2 separate regions of the Anser cygnoides genome follow, and region 1 is linked to region 2. The links are chromatin contacts, called in public Hi-C maps. All regions are on one chromosome and are shown on one strand. The core of a region is the stretch at or near the end of the contact, and the rest is flanking DNA. Distances in the headings are between cores, read along the strand shown. Region 1 has its middle 210 kb from the start of NYAP2. Region 2 holds the start of IRS1 (insulin receptor substrate 1).

The links. A called contact is a pair of places that touch in the nucleus more often than the background predicts.
Region 1: a Hi-C map of liver shows a contact between it and region 2, with 2.9 times the contacts expected there. The contact joins the enhancer-like site here to the promoter of IRS1 in region 2. A contact is called at or near these places in 2 of 7 Hi-C or Micro-C datasets (granulosa cells and liver).

What each region holds. Positions count from the first base shown.
Region 1 is chr9:4,339,667-4,346,160 of Taihu_goose_T2T_genome, reverse strand. No RefSeq gene overlaps it. Among named protein-coding and RNA genes, the nearest start is that of NYAP2, 210 kb to the left of the region's middle. Within about 2 kb of position 1,485, at least 1 of the 3 cell types and tissues checked has open chromatin away from gene starts, as enhancers often do.
Region 2 is chr9:3,975,271-3,981,201 of Taihu_goose_T2T_genome, reverse strand. IRS1 (insulin receptor substrate 1) reads right to left here and starts at 1,891. Exons shown (of 2, transcript XR_010833502.1): 1 at 1-1,891.

The sequences.
Region 1 (6,494 bases), core at 236-2,735, 370 kb before region 2:
AGAGCAGGAAGAGATTCCAAGTTTTTCTTTAACTCTACACTCTCTCCTTTAATTAGTATATTATTTATTTTAATTAATATAGGCTTTTCTTGATACTACATTAGCATAAAGCAATCCAAACTGCTCTCAGAAATCATTTTTAAAAGCAGAGGAAACTGTTAAACTCATAGTGTGAGCATACAGGAAATTAAAGCATTTAAGAGGTTTATGAATTTAACAGATGGCAATCTCTCAGCTCTTGGTGCATATGATGCTATGAGTTTTTTTAGGATATTTATTTGAGAGGAATTCATTACACTACTAGTGTAGAGTATTCTTAAGACAATCTTGCTTTTGCCTCTAGATGGCTCACCTGGAACTGCCAGTGCAAAAACGTTATCCATAAAGGAATTCCTGCAGCGTATTCTTATGCCACAATGGCTTGCTTTTCCAGCAGCAATGGAGAGTCAATCATGTAAATGTATTATATCTGTGTAAAAACATTCTGCCAAATTGTTTTGCCTTTTGTAAGAACAAGAATAACAGATGGATACAGGACAGAGCAGATTTATGAGTAAAGTAACTTTCTATTAGTCATTATCATGAGTCACATCCTAAAATATCTAAGGGAGGGCTGTCTTTCTGGCTGTAATAAACACTTTCCAGGTGCAATCCTTGTTGTGGGGTAGGTGATATGTTAGACAGTGATCATCTTGTCATCTGTCTGTTTTGTTTCTGCCCTTTAAATAAGCAATGGGATTTTTCTCAGCGGACTAGGATGCAGACTACTATATGTAGTCCGAAGACTTCAAAATATATAAAAATAATCATGAAAATCTGCTTTTAACCTAGTAGCAATTAAAAACACAAAAGCACTGAGGGAAAGAGTGAACAAGTTTTACTTCTCTTACTAAGCAATATGGTTCGTGTGGCTTTGTGAATGTCTATGTTAAGGTATATACTTCTCAGTATGTCCATAGCCATTCATAAAGGAATGAAAAAGGACAGCTGGAAGCTGGTGGCTGAGAACACAATAAAATCCACCCAGAGTTCAGAAAGGGCTGTCTGCACTCGGAAACTCAGAGGTTTGTGCTGGGAGAACTGCAGGGTGTGGGGGAGCCCCGTTACAGTGTGCAGATACTGGAAATTTGATTCAGAGTGCTCAGGGGATGCAAAACTGAACAAGCAGCACAGAAATGAATGTCCTGCTCTTGGGGCTCCTGTGTGCCTCGCAGGAGTGGGAAATGACTTCCCCGATATTTTTATTTGTTACGCTATGGGATTGTTTGGGGTTTTTCACTGCTTCCTTTACGATGAGATAAAAAGTACCAGGAAAGCCGTATGCCTCGCACCATTCTCCTGCCTGCAGTGGAGACAGTATTTTCTCTTCATCTGCCCAATGGGAGCAGCCCCCTTTTTTCGGCGGCGCCCCACGCGTTCCCGCTTGCGCATTCCACCTTTGTTCTGCGGGAGGAACTCCCTTTGACGTGGATGTGGATATGTATTCCACACACCAGGCGAGTGCGGAGCGGGCGATCCAGCCCTCTGTGCCGCAGCCTGGGGAGCAGAACAGCTCTCCTGGTCGCCCCTTGCATTTTAATATCAGAGGGGAAGTGGAAATCTCCATTTTTTGAAATGGAGAGAACAAATAACGGAATAAAAGGAAGGTCAGGTAATGAAGTAAGAATTTAACTCATCTGATCCTTTTGTAATATGTGTATTATTTTTATAATTCTACTGCTCAGTCTCACCAGCATCTGAGTGATATGTAAAATGTCAAGAATGTAGCCCCAGATTGCAAATATGAGACAGGGAGACTCACCAGACTCTCGAAATGAAGAAGTGGGACATACAAAGATCACGGTACATGCCCAGGCTTGCAGGACCTTATAGCAAACTGGAAACAGGACTCAGATGTCTTGCAAAGTCCCTCCTGACTCTCTGGTGAATGATTTTTGGGGAGAATTTTGCAAATATATAGTCAAAACTGAAAAATAAAGAAAAACACACACACACATATGTAATATTCCTCACTGAAACCCGGCCCCATCTCACCTAAAGTATTTATTTGTTGTATGCTACCAGTAAAAAGATCACCCCCAAAATCAAGTATTAAAAATATATTATAAAGAGGTTGAGCATAAATAGCTGTTATGGACGTTGATAGATGTGTGTCCCTAGAAGTAACATGAATTTCTCAGGGTGGTCCCATGATGTACACCTGTCTGCCTGTGTTGTAGTTCCTGGTCCCAAGTCGTCTTCTGCATATGCAGAAATCTCATCTTTGCTCAGCTTCTGGACCCCCAACCTCCTCTACCCAGTGTCACTCACCTCCAGAAATTAACTGTCACCTCACCTCAACAAAGGGGCATAAAAAACATCCCACCCCATGCACATTTCAGTGCACAGTCCATAATATGAAGGATGCTAGACTTTTATGCCTCCTAAATGTGAGATGATGAGAAACACCACCCAGAAGTGGATCTGATGGTGTGTTTTTTTTTTTTTTTTTTTTTTTTTTTTCTGGTGGGAACTCCACTGAGAAGAGAACTGCAGAGCCCACTTAATCCTTGTGGACTTTCCTACCTGCTCAGGTGTGCAAGTTGTGGCAGGACTCAGGTAGGCCCCAACTGGAAGAGCGACATGTTGAGGAGAGGCCACTTATCAGAAGAAATTCAACCTTTTTCTGCATTCCCCCAGCACAAATCAAACCTGAAGTCAGCCCAACCCTACTGCTCTTCAAAGAATTTTTCACAGTTCAGTACAACTAGCAAACCCAGCTCGAGAAAAGCCCAGAGCTATATTAATGCAGAAACCAAATATATGCTGTGGGGTTATTGTGTGGAAGGGAGGTTCCCTTTAGGTCAAGGGCAAGGGCAACAGCTGAGCAGGGACATGGTTGCCTGCGCTGTCACTGCTGTGCCTTTTGTATGCACATAAAAATTTGGTTTCTAGGGATTTGCAGACACAAACATCCCCCTGACACCCAAACAAATAACCAGAAATAAATAACTCATGAAGCTGTTGATAATAAAGCCAGAGAATGGCCATTCATAGAAATATGCACTACATCACTCCTCCTGACTACACGGTGATTCATCACCATTTCCCTGCTCTCGCCTTTTATTCTTTCGATTATCTTTGCTCAGGGATCCCTTAAACACTTTCCACCTAATTTTAGATATATTTTTGCTTGAAATGCTACGTCTTGGAAAAGCCTTTTTCAATAGGAGTATTTCCTATAAGTAGGTCACTGCAGTAAAGGGGTTAGACGTGCAGCCTTTGCTGACAAGATATTTTGTTTTCTAAAGCACTTAATTCTGCTTTAGAAAAAAAAAAAAAAGAGAGAGAGAGAGGGAAAAAAAAAGATACCCATTTGTTGACCTTTGCTTGGTGCCAGGTACAATGTCTTTTTGACCAGTTCCAGAGAGGGACATTAAACCAGTGATGTATAGAACTATATTTATACTCTGAATAAATAGACTAAAAATATCCCTTCAAACAGGGTAAGCTGTAATTTCAAATTGTAGCACTTCTAAAGAGCTTTCACCAATATCAGACAGTCCCAGGCTCCAAGCAGCACGGCACTGTATTTTAATCAAGTAACTGTGAAACCATTGCCACAAAATTGCAACCAAAATGTTTGTGTAATGTTATGTAGCTACGGAAACAAACTTGGGCTTCTAGAATTACCTTATTTACTGGTTCACAGCAATGGGCTCATCGCAGGATTTTGGCAGAATTATGGGTTAGGATATGCAAGTTCTCCCCTTGCCCCAAAGATGAGTGAACCCCATGTAGATCTGGGAATGGGAAGACATGAAGTGATGGGGTCCCGATAACTTGAGATTGAGTAAATTCCTACTTCACCATAAACAGCTGGGACTGGTGAATCAAAGGTTCTTGAATGCACACAAATGCCACACAGTGTTTCTCAATTGTTCTGTTATTAATAGCAATTGTAGTGGTGTTTCTCAATTATGTTATTACATAACCTTTCCTTTCAGACCTACTTTATTTCAGTTCTAGCTACTTAGGGTGCAACTCAAGATACAATTATTATGTATTTCTTACCTCAGAAAGCTTGACACTGAGGTTACTAGATTTTTTAAAGGTATTAATTACATTTAAAATTATACATTTTTGAGGCTTGTGTTCTTCCTTACCGAGCTCCATTTAGGCCTTCTTGAACGACTGATATCCAGGAGTGCTTGGGGAGCAGATCTCTCTCCACCCTTCTTCTTCTCTCCCACCCCCTCAATATTTTTGTGACCAAACACCAAAACTATTTGTGTGGACTGTACTCTGTAAAACAGGACAGTTTAATACAGGCCGTTCATTTGCTCTAGGGGGGAGAAAAAAAAGGAAGATATTAAACGAGATATTCATTTTCTGCTGGGGATAGAACAGAGCTATATTTTAGATGAAAGCCTCTCTTCGTGCACCAATAAGCAGTTACCAAAAGATAAATATTCTGTAACGCAGACATGCTGTAGATGAGTTTCAATATTATTCTCACTGTCATTTTTTCCCGTCTTTTAATCTGACATAAAATGTCATTGGTATCTATTGAAATCTGTGTGTACAGAGGTGGAGAGCAGGAGAAGAGAATTGCATGTTGGTGAGAGAGTGTTTTTGCAAGGTGTTTATTTAATGCCTGCCTTTGGGATGAGGAATACCCAGGCTGTGGAGCAGTGGCCCTGGTGGTGCTCCCACGGACACACAGGGAAGGACAGCACGGTCCCAGCTCTGCCGGGCCGCCTCACCTGGGCTCACAGCCTGGGGGGCCGGCAGCTTTCGATGGGCAGGGTCTGCCTCTGGTTACTGAGCTTCCAAGAGAAGCACCCAACGTGGGTAATTTCTGGAAGCTATGAAACACAAGGCAACCATCAGGCTTACTTCTAGTCCTCGGCCTTCACCTTCATCGTCCTTAGGAGGCTGTCTTTCTGTCACCTGCAAAGTTGTGAATGTAGCTAGTCACATCCTCTCGATGACCAACTCACCATGCGACACACCCCTGCCAAGTCACCTGCTTTCAGCACACAGGGGTAGTGACAGGCAGAGTCTTTGCTAGAGACAGTTCTTCTCGTAGATGAGAGACCTGAAGCTCACTAGGCTCAGCTCTCCACTCCAGTCCTCAGAGGACTCTGTTCATGTAATTTCTTCTGCAGCCTTAAGCAAATGTCAGAGAAAAAATACTAGCTTATTTCCTATATCAAGACAGTAGGGACTAATGCCTAAGCTTTCCCTCTTCCTCTCCCAGCAAAATGAATATCAAACATAGAAACCTTCTGGAAAGCTGGGCATATCTAGGGAGCTCCAGGGAAAGCAGCCTTCTGCAGAAGCTTTGCAGATTAGGATGCAGGAGAAACCCCTGGCACAGCGTCACAAGAGAATCCAACAAACTACCTATTGATTGCATCCCTAAAAATTTTGCTCTGGACTATGTTGTGGGTACTTGATAGATGCTGAAGTACCTGTTGTCTTTCAATGCCTACCAATCCAGCTAAGCAAGGCAGAGCAAAGAGTGAATCCAACACAGGATCAGGAAAGCCTGGTTTGAGAGAGGGGCTCATGATGTGTTCAATGCCCTGTCCCATCAGGAGGGTGGGTGCACCGCAAGGACGTCACCAGGCAGCTGGGAAGGCAGCCACATGGGGAGAGCTGAAGGCAAAAGCCAGGGCAGCTGCAATGAGACCTGAGATGGCCATTTCTCAGCAAGGTTTAAATCTCTGTACTCTTCTTTCTAAATGTGTTTTTCTCAATCCTGCCAGCAGCAAGAATCAACCACAGTTTGTTTAAACCTGCAAGAAACTGTTTGCTCTTGGGTGAGAGTCAGAAGAGCTGAAGATGCATGTTGCTCTGAATCCAATGTGAGAGCACTCAACGGAGTGCAGATACCTTTATCAGCAGTGCTGATAAAGCCCCATCAACTTCTGCATGGAAATCCAAGTGGGTCACAATCCAAAAATAATGCAAAAAAAAAAAAAAAAAGAAAAAAAGAATTGTTCAAGATGGCTAGAAAGGACTTGTGTTTATGGTCTTCACAAACAAGTATTGTCATAAAACTATAGCCAATAAAAAATGTGTAAGCCTGCCAATTTCATATGGAAAATATGAAGACTTAGACATTAACATGAAGACTGCCTTGCAAAGCTGAAGTTAAACATTAATGCCAAATCAAAGCATTCATATTCTGTGAGTCAGGTTCCCAAAAAGTAAGAAATTGGCTTACAGTCTTTTTTCTTTTTTCATTTTTTTTCTTTACCTAATGATTAGAGGTGGTGTTGTCTTCTGATTACAGAGCCTAAAATTCAGATTTTCAAGCTTTCTCCACAGCCGTGATAACCAGATTGCCTTTTCAAATGTGTAAACTGAGATTTCCATCATCAATTCAAGATTTTAGGTCTTAAAGAAAACATGAAATATCATCAGTTTTCTGATAAAATCACAAGAGCTGGCAGTGCTGCTTAAGCCTGAGTTTCTTATGAACACAAATTACAAGATGTTCCTAA
Region 2 (5,931 bases), core at 642-3,141:
GAGGGGCACTGAAATGGGGTTGGAACAGTTGGAGGAGGACTGGCTCTTGCTGCGGGGCCGGAATTCCTCACTCATGGCTCGCATGGCCTCCAGGATGGTTTCGTGCATGTTCTGTGCCACCACCGAGTCATCCACTTGCATCCAGAACTCACCGGGCCCGGTCACAGCCGAGCGCCCCACCTCAATGAAGAAGAAATTCTCGGAGTGACCACAGCGGCGGATATTGAGCAGCTGCAGCACCACAGCAGCCGCATCAGAGTTCAGCTTCACAAAGCTGATGGTCTTGTTAGTCAGGCACAGGCGGTAGATGCCAATCAGGTTCTTTGTCTGGCCTAGCCCCTTAGGCTTCAGGATTACTTGCCAAACCTCCTTAAAAGCCGGGCCAGGGGCTACCTCGCCGTAGCTGTCCTCTCCCGCTTCCCCCAGCCCCACGCTGCTGCCTCCAAAGGTGACATCGCTGTGGTGGTGGTGGTGATGGTGGTGGAGGTGGTGGTGGCCCTTGGCCCGGTTGTGCAACTGCAGCAGCGCTTGGTACCAGCTCTCCTGCTCAGGCTCGCTGTCAGCTGCAATGGCAAAGTGCTCGTCCTTGGTGTAGAGGGCCACCAGGTGCTTGTTCTTGGAGTCAGCCCGTTTGTTGATGTTGAAGCAGCTTTCCAGTGGGATGGAGCGCTTGGGGGCCCCTGACTTGTGTCTCCATTTCTTCTCATTCTCGTAATACTCCAGCCGGGCGGGTCCAGACTCGCTGGCTGCCCTCAGCACGAAAAAGCGTTTATGCATGCTCTTGGGTTTGCGCAAGTAACCCACCTTTCTGACATCTGAGAAGAAGCCCTCGTTATTATCTGTGGGGCTGGCCATGGCGAGAGGTGGCGGTGCTGTTACAGCAGTCAGTAGTACACAAGACCCCAAAACAGCCAAGCCAGCCGGAAAAGACAACCACCTAAAACAAAATTCATGCAACAACAATTAATAATAATAAAAAAAAGGCAAAAGAGCTCAGGATCCCCTTTTGAAAACAGGGCAGAAGCAGGGGGCGAGCAGCTGTTCAGCGGCAGAGGCAGCTTCCAGCACCAAATCAGAGTTTGTGTCGCTGTTTATGCCCGAATCGCCCTCAGATGGGTGAGCGTGTCCATAAAAAGTCCAGTCCCGCTCGGTGCAGCCGAAAGCCTCGTCCCAGGAGCAGCGGCCGGGGTGGGGACACGCATCCTGCGGGCCTGGGGTGCCCGCCTGGCCCAGCACCCCGCTTCCCTTCGCAAGTTTGCCTCCGCGAGTAGCGATTTCTGCTGCAGATTAAATATCCTCTTGGGGGCGGAGATTGTTTTGCAAAGTCCGGGCTTTGCACCCGAAAAAAAAAAAAAAAAAGCACTCTTCGTCCCCCCAAAAAATAAAAAAAAAAAAACAAAAATAACAAACAACCACAAGGCAGCCGCCCTCCAAGTATCAGCGCTGAGGTTGCTGCTGCTGCTGCTTCTCCCGCTCGGCCGTGCGGAGGAGGCTGGCGACCCCATTCAGTCCCATCTCGTTAGGCGCACAAAGTGCCATCTCCAGGCGCGGCGGCGGTAGGCAGGCAGGCAGGCAGGCACATCCCCTCTTCCTCCTCCTCCTCATTCCAGGCGGCAGCGCCTCGGCGCCCGGCGGCGCAGCCCCCTCCCGCGCCCCAGGCCGGCGGCGGCTCCCTGCGGGCCGGCTTCTCCGCGGACTTTCCCGGCGCCCCGCACCCAGACCGGTGGCGGGGACCCCCTCCGCCCGCCGCCGCAGCTCAGGCTCGCTCCGAGGAGAACGACGCGGGACGGCGCCGCTGCGTGGACCATCCCCGGAGCCGCCGCCGCTGCCGCCGCCAGGCTCCCGGCCAGCCCTCCGCTCCCTCCCTCCCTGCCCTCATTCAGCGCGGCCGCGGGGGCCGCCGCCGCCGCCACCGCCGGGCCCGGCCCCGGCTCCAGCCCCAGCTCCGCCCGCCGGGGGCCGCGGCCCGCATTGGTGCCGCCGCCCGTCAGTCAGGGAGGCGGCGCCCGGGCCGCGCTGAGGCGAGGCGGGGAGCGAGGAGGAGGCGGTGACGCCATTTGGCGGCGTGGTGGTTGTGGAAGCCGCTGGCGGGGCAGCCCCCGAGCCCCCCGGTGAAGTGTGCCCCCGCCCGCCAAGCGAGTCCCGCTCGGCAGAAATGCCGGGGGAAGGTTCCCCGAATAAAATTATTTGACTCTGCGTAGCGTCAAGTAGCCGAGTGTGTTTTCCCGCATCGTTGTGGGCTGAGTTAAACTGAATATTCAACGCGCTCTGCAGTTAGCAGGGCCGAAACGTGCTGCATGCACAACTTCCACCTCCGAGGAGGAAACAAGTGCTGCAAGCCTACTCCGGAAAATAAATTGCTCAATGCTGCCATCTCCAGGGCGGCTCGGGGCGCTCCTGGCTCAGCTCCGTCCCTGGAGAGAGGCAGGGGCCCTGCGCCCAGCCCGGTTCCCGTGCCCCGCCGCCATTTCCCCGCGCGCCCGGGCCCTGCTGCTCCTCAGCGCCCCAACAAGGCTCGTGCCCGCCCGTCAGGTTGAAACCTTCCCCTTCTGGGGAGTCACGTAGGCCCAAACACGGAACGAATAAGCTAAAGGCTTTTCCAGTGCATTACAAACTGTTGTCTGGAGATTGTGGCTTTGCAACTATTTGAGGCCACAGCTTTGCTGCTCAAAATGGGAAAAATTCCCCTGAAATATTTGCAGACACGTGGAAAACTCAGAGAGGACAACAGGCAGCACTGCGGACCCCTGTCTCTTGATCTCTTACAGATAACACAAACCATAGCTCTGTTTAACGGCATTTACCGAACACACGGTAACAACTTGCAATGTAAGAGCAGAATCTACTTGGTAAGACATAAGGACTGAGCAGAGAATAGCCTATACCATAACAACCTGTACTATCATCTCGTTCTTTCCTCCCCTTCATGCTGCAGTTCGCCATGACAGAAGCGTATGTTTGTATTGAAAATAAATCCATTGTATGTACCTTGAGATGAAGCTTGCTACATCTTGAAATAGGATGTCAGCAAATTGCTTCCCCAGCCCATGTCATGGAGCTGTGGGACAGAATTGCGATCAGCTATCGCGGCTGTCACTAACACCAGGTATGTTTTGTTGGCAGAGGGCACCACCACCATACACGCGTTGAGCTGCACACACTAAAAAGGCAGTGGTTCCTGTGGCAAGAGAATAGCTCCTGAGCTTCCTCTCCCTGTCCCTCCACAGATGTGGGAATGCATGTTTGTGCACAGAATATAGACTATTCTTTAATCAAATATTTTACACATAGTAGGTAAGGTCATTAATATTAAGTAATAGCTTGCATTTACTCTGCCCTGTTCTTTCCCTTCCAAAGGATCCTGATGTCCTTGGCAAGTGATACAGCATGCAAGAGGAATGAGCTCCTGATGGAGGACAAAAACCACCTGATGTGCACTGTGTTGCACAAGGGAACATAGATCTGAGGGTAAAAAGCAAGAGATGGTCCTGTCCACAATATGTGGGTAGACAGTATATTTAAATTGTTCCATTTATCATGGAAACATTCCCTTTAATAACAAAACTGATTTGACAGATGCAATGACTTTTGGTTGTTATCTGGTTTTCAGTGGGATTCACTGAGTGTCCCAGAAGTGTTTTCAAACTTCATGAAGATTCATGTCCTTTGTCCAGCAGAACTAACAGGCAATAACTAATACTTCTAGCATATTTTCAAGCCTATTTTTCGAAGATATCTTACATCATACCACAGGACATCTTGGAATTGTTTTTTCTGGTTTTGTTTTTTCTCTCCTTGTGTTCCAAAGTTCTGAAACACAACACTTTTCTGTAAGGTACATAAGCACACACAGCAGCAGACCAAAGAGAAGAACATGCCCTGGCTTTTTCTATTAAATATTCCCCCTGCTTTGACAAGGGACCATTGAGAATTCAGGCTTCATAATTAATTGCAAAGGCTCTCACATTCTAGAATATCCCAGCAGTAAACCAATACAGGATAAAACACAGCAAGTTACTCAGGTCTTTGTCCAGCTGGGTTTTGAATATCTCCAAGGATGGAGATCTCAGAGCCTCTCTGGCGACCTGCTCCAGTGTTTGACCACCCTCACTGTAAGAAAGGCTTACATTTGAACAGAATTCCCTGTATTTCAGCCTGTGCCTGTTGCCTTTTGTCCTGCCACTGGGCATCACTGAGAGGAGTCTGGCTCTGTGTTCCTCCCACCAGGCGTTTTTACACATTGACATGGTTATGTTCTGGCCCTTGTTCCAAGGTTGACTTGATTGCATATTTTATTTGTTTAAGCACATTTGTATTATTTACTTTTCTCTGCATTCAACAGTAAGGATGAAACTTGCATAACTCCTTCAAAAATAGCATAGTTGACTGTAAGCTAGTTAAATCATTACTTAAGTAAACAAGCTGTTTAATTTCTGTTAAAGGAATGGTAGTAATACCATGACTACAGTGGAAACAGATCTTACATCCCCAGCTTCTACTGTCATCTCTTTGAGGCAAATCAAGCGCGCTAATGGAATGGCTAACGACAATCTTCAAATGTATTACATTACAAACAGTAAGCTTATCTGATAGCAGTTGTACTTAAGCGTATCACGGTAATGAGAACTAAAAATGTCTAAGTCATCTTTTCCATCTGTCACTTATTAGGATTGTTTCTACAGTGTATTCTCAGTGGATCGGCCAGTACACATGTAAAACAGTTTTACTGATACCAACATATAGACAGAGTACATACACTAATTACATCAAATATTTAAATTACATTTTATGCATTGATTAACCAGGTCTTATCTTTAAAAAAAATAATTCATATAGATTTAAGTAACTTTGTATGTCTCTGTTTAAAGAAGCAAGGAAAGCTAAAATATCATTCCTATACTTTCCATTGAAGTGTAAGTGGCTATCCCACTGAACTATCACTAAACTAACAGGAAACTAAGCAATACTTTTGGATAATTCCCAGACTACATTGATCAACCTTCAGCTCTGCATCTATTATCTTTAGATTTCCATCTTGTAATATGTTCAGAAAAGGTGTCAGTGCTTCACAGGCTTTTTTCTTTGCTTCAATTCTGTTTCCTTCTCCACAGACAAAATTGCCTGGAGCATGAATTTCAAAAGTGAAGTTACAGGATCTTTTATCCAATTTATAATAATTTTTGTCTGTGCATGTCTTAAAGCAATGGTCTCAAGCAACTTTTGACTGAGGAAGGGAGTTGCATAAGTCTGCCTTTTTTTTTTTAACCCCTGTAGCAAAGTCCACAGAGGTATGAAAATGAAAGCCAAATACAAAGTTTTGCCCACGGTTGCTTGACAATAGCAGCATCTTGGTCTTGCTCAGTCAGCTTTATTTCATCTTTTAGTTATCACACTGCTTAACCATGAATCATAGATAAAGCAGAAGGTAATGTGCCTCTTGCTGCCAGCAGTGTTTTTTCTAGCAAACACAGAAGAAAAGGAGGAAATGTCGATCCCTACAGGATCCCATGGGTGAGATAAGAGAATAAGCTGTCTGCCTGCTTGCTCTGCGGGAAAGGAGCAAATAGAGGTGGCCTAACTATACTTCGGGGTCCACTGTGTCAGCAGGTGCATGGAAAACATGTCAGCGTGAAGTTGGAGACCTCTTTTTGGCCATAAAGAAGCTGCCTGTGACCAATTGTCTTTCTGCTAGTCCTTGCACTGCAGTCTAGTCTCGGTGCCAATTACTTCCTAGCAGGAAGTGCTGCTGGTCTTTGATCATTACTGATTTCTCAGTTATATTAACCAGGAATGGTTTCTAGAGAAAAAGGAGCACTACTGTGTTCTTCAAAGAGTTTAGCAATAGAGCTTATCTAAAGACCCAGCTTATGTCCAGTGATACTTGACAAAGTTTATTGATTTTTATTGATCTAGGAAGGTATGGACTTATTT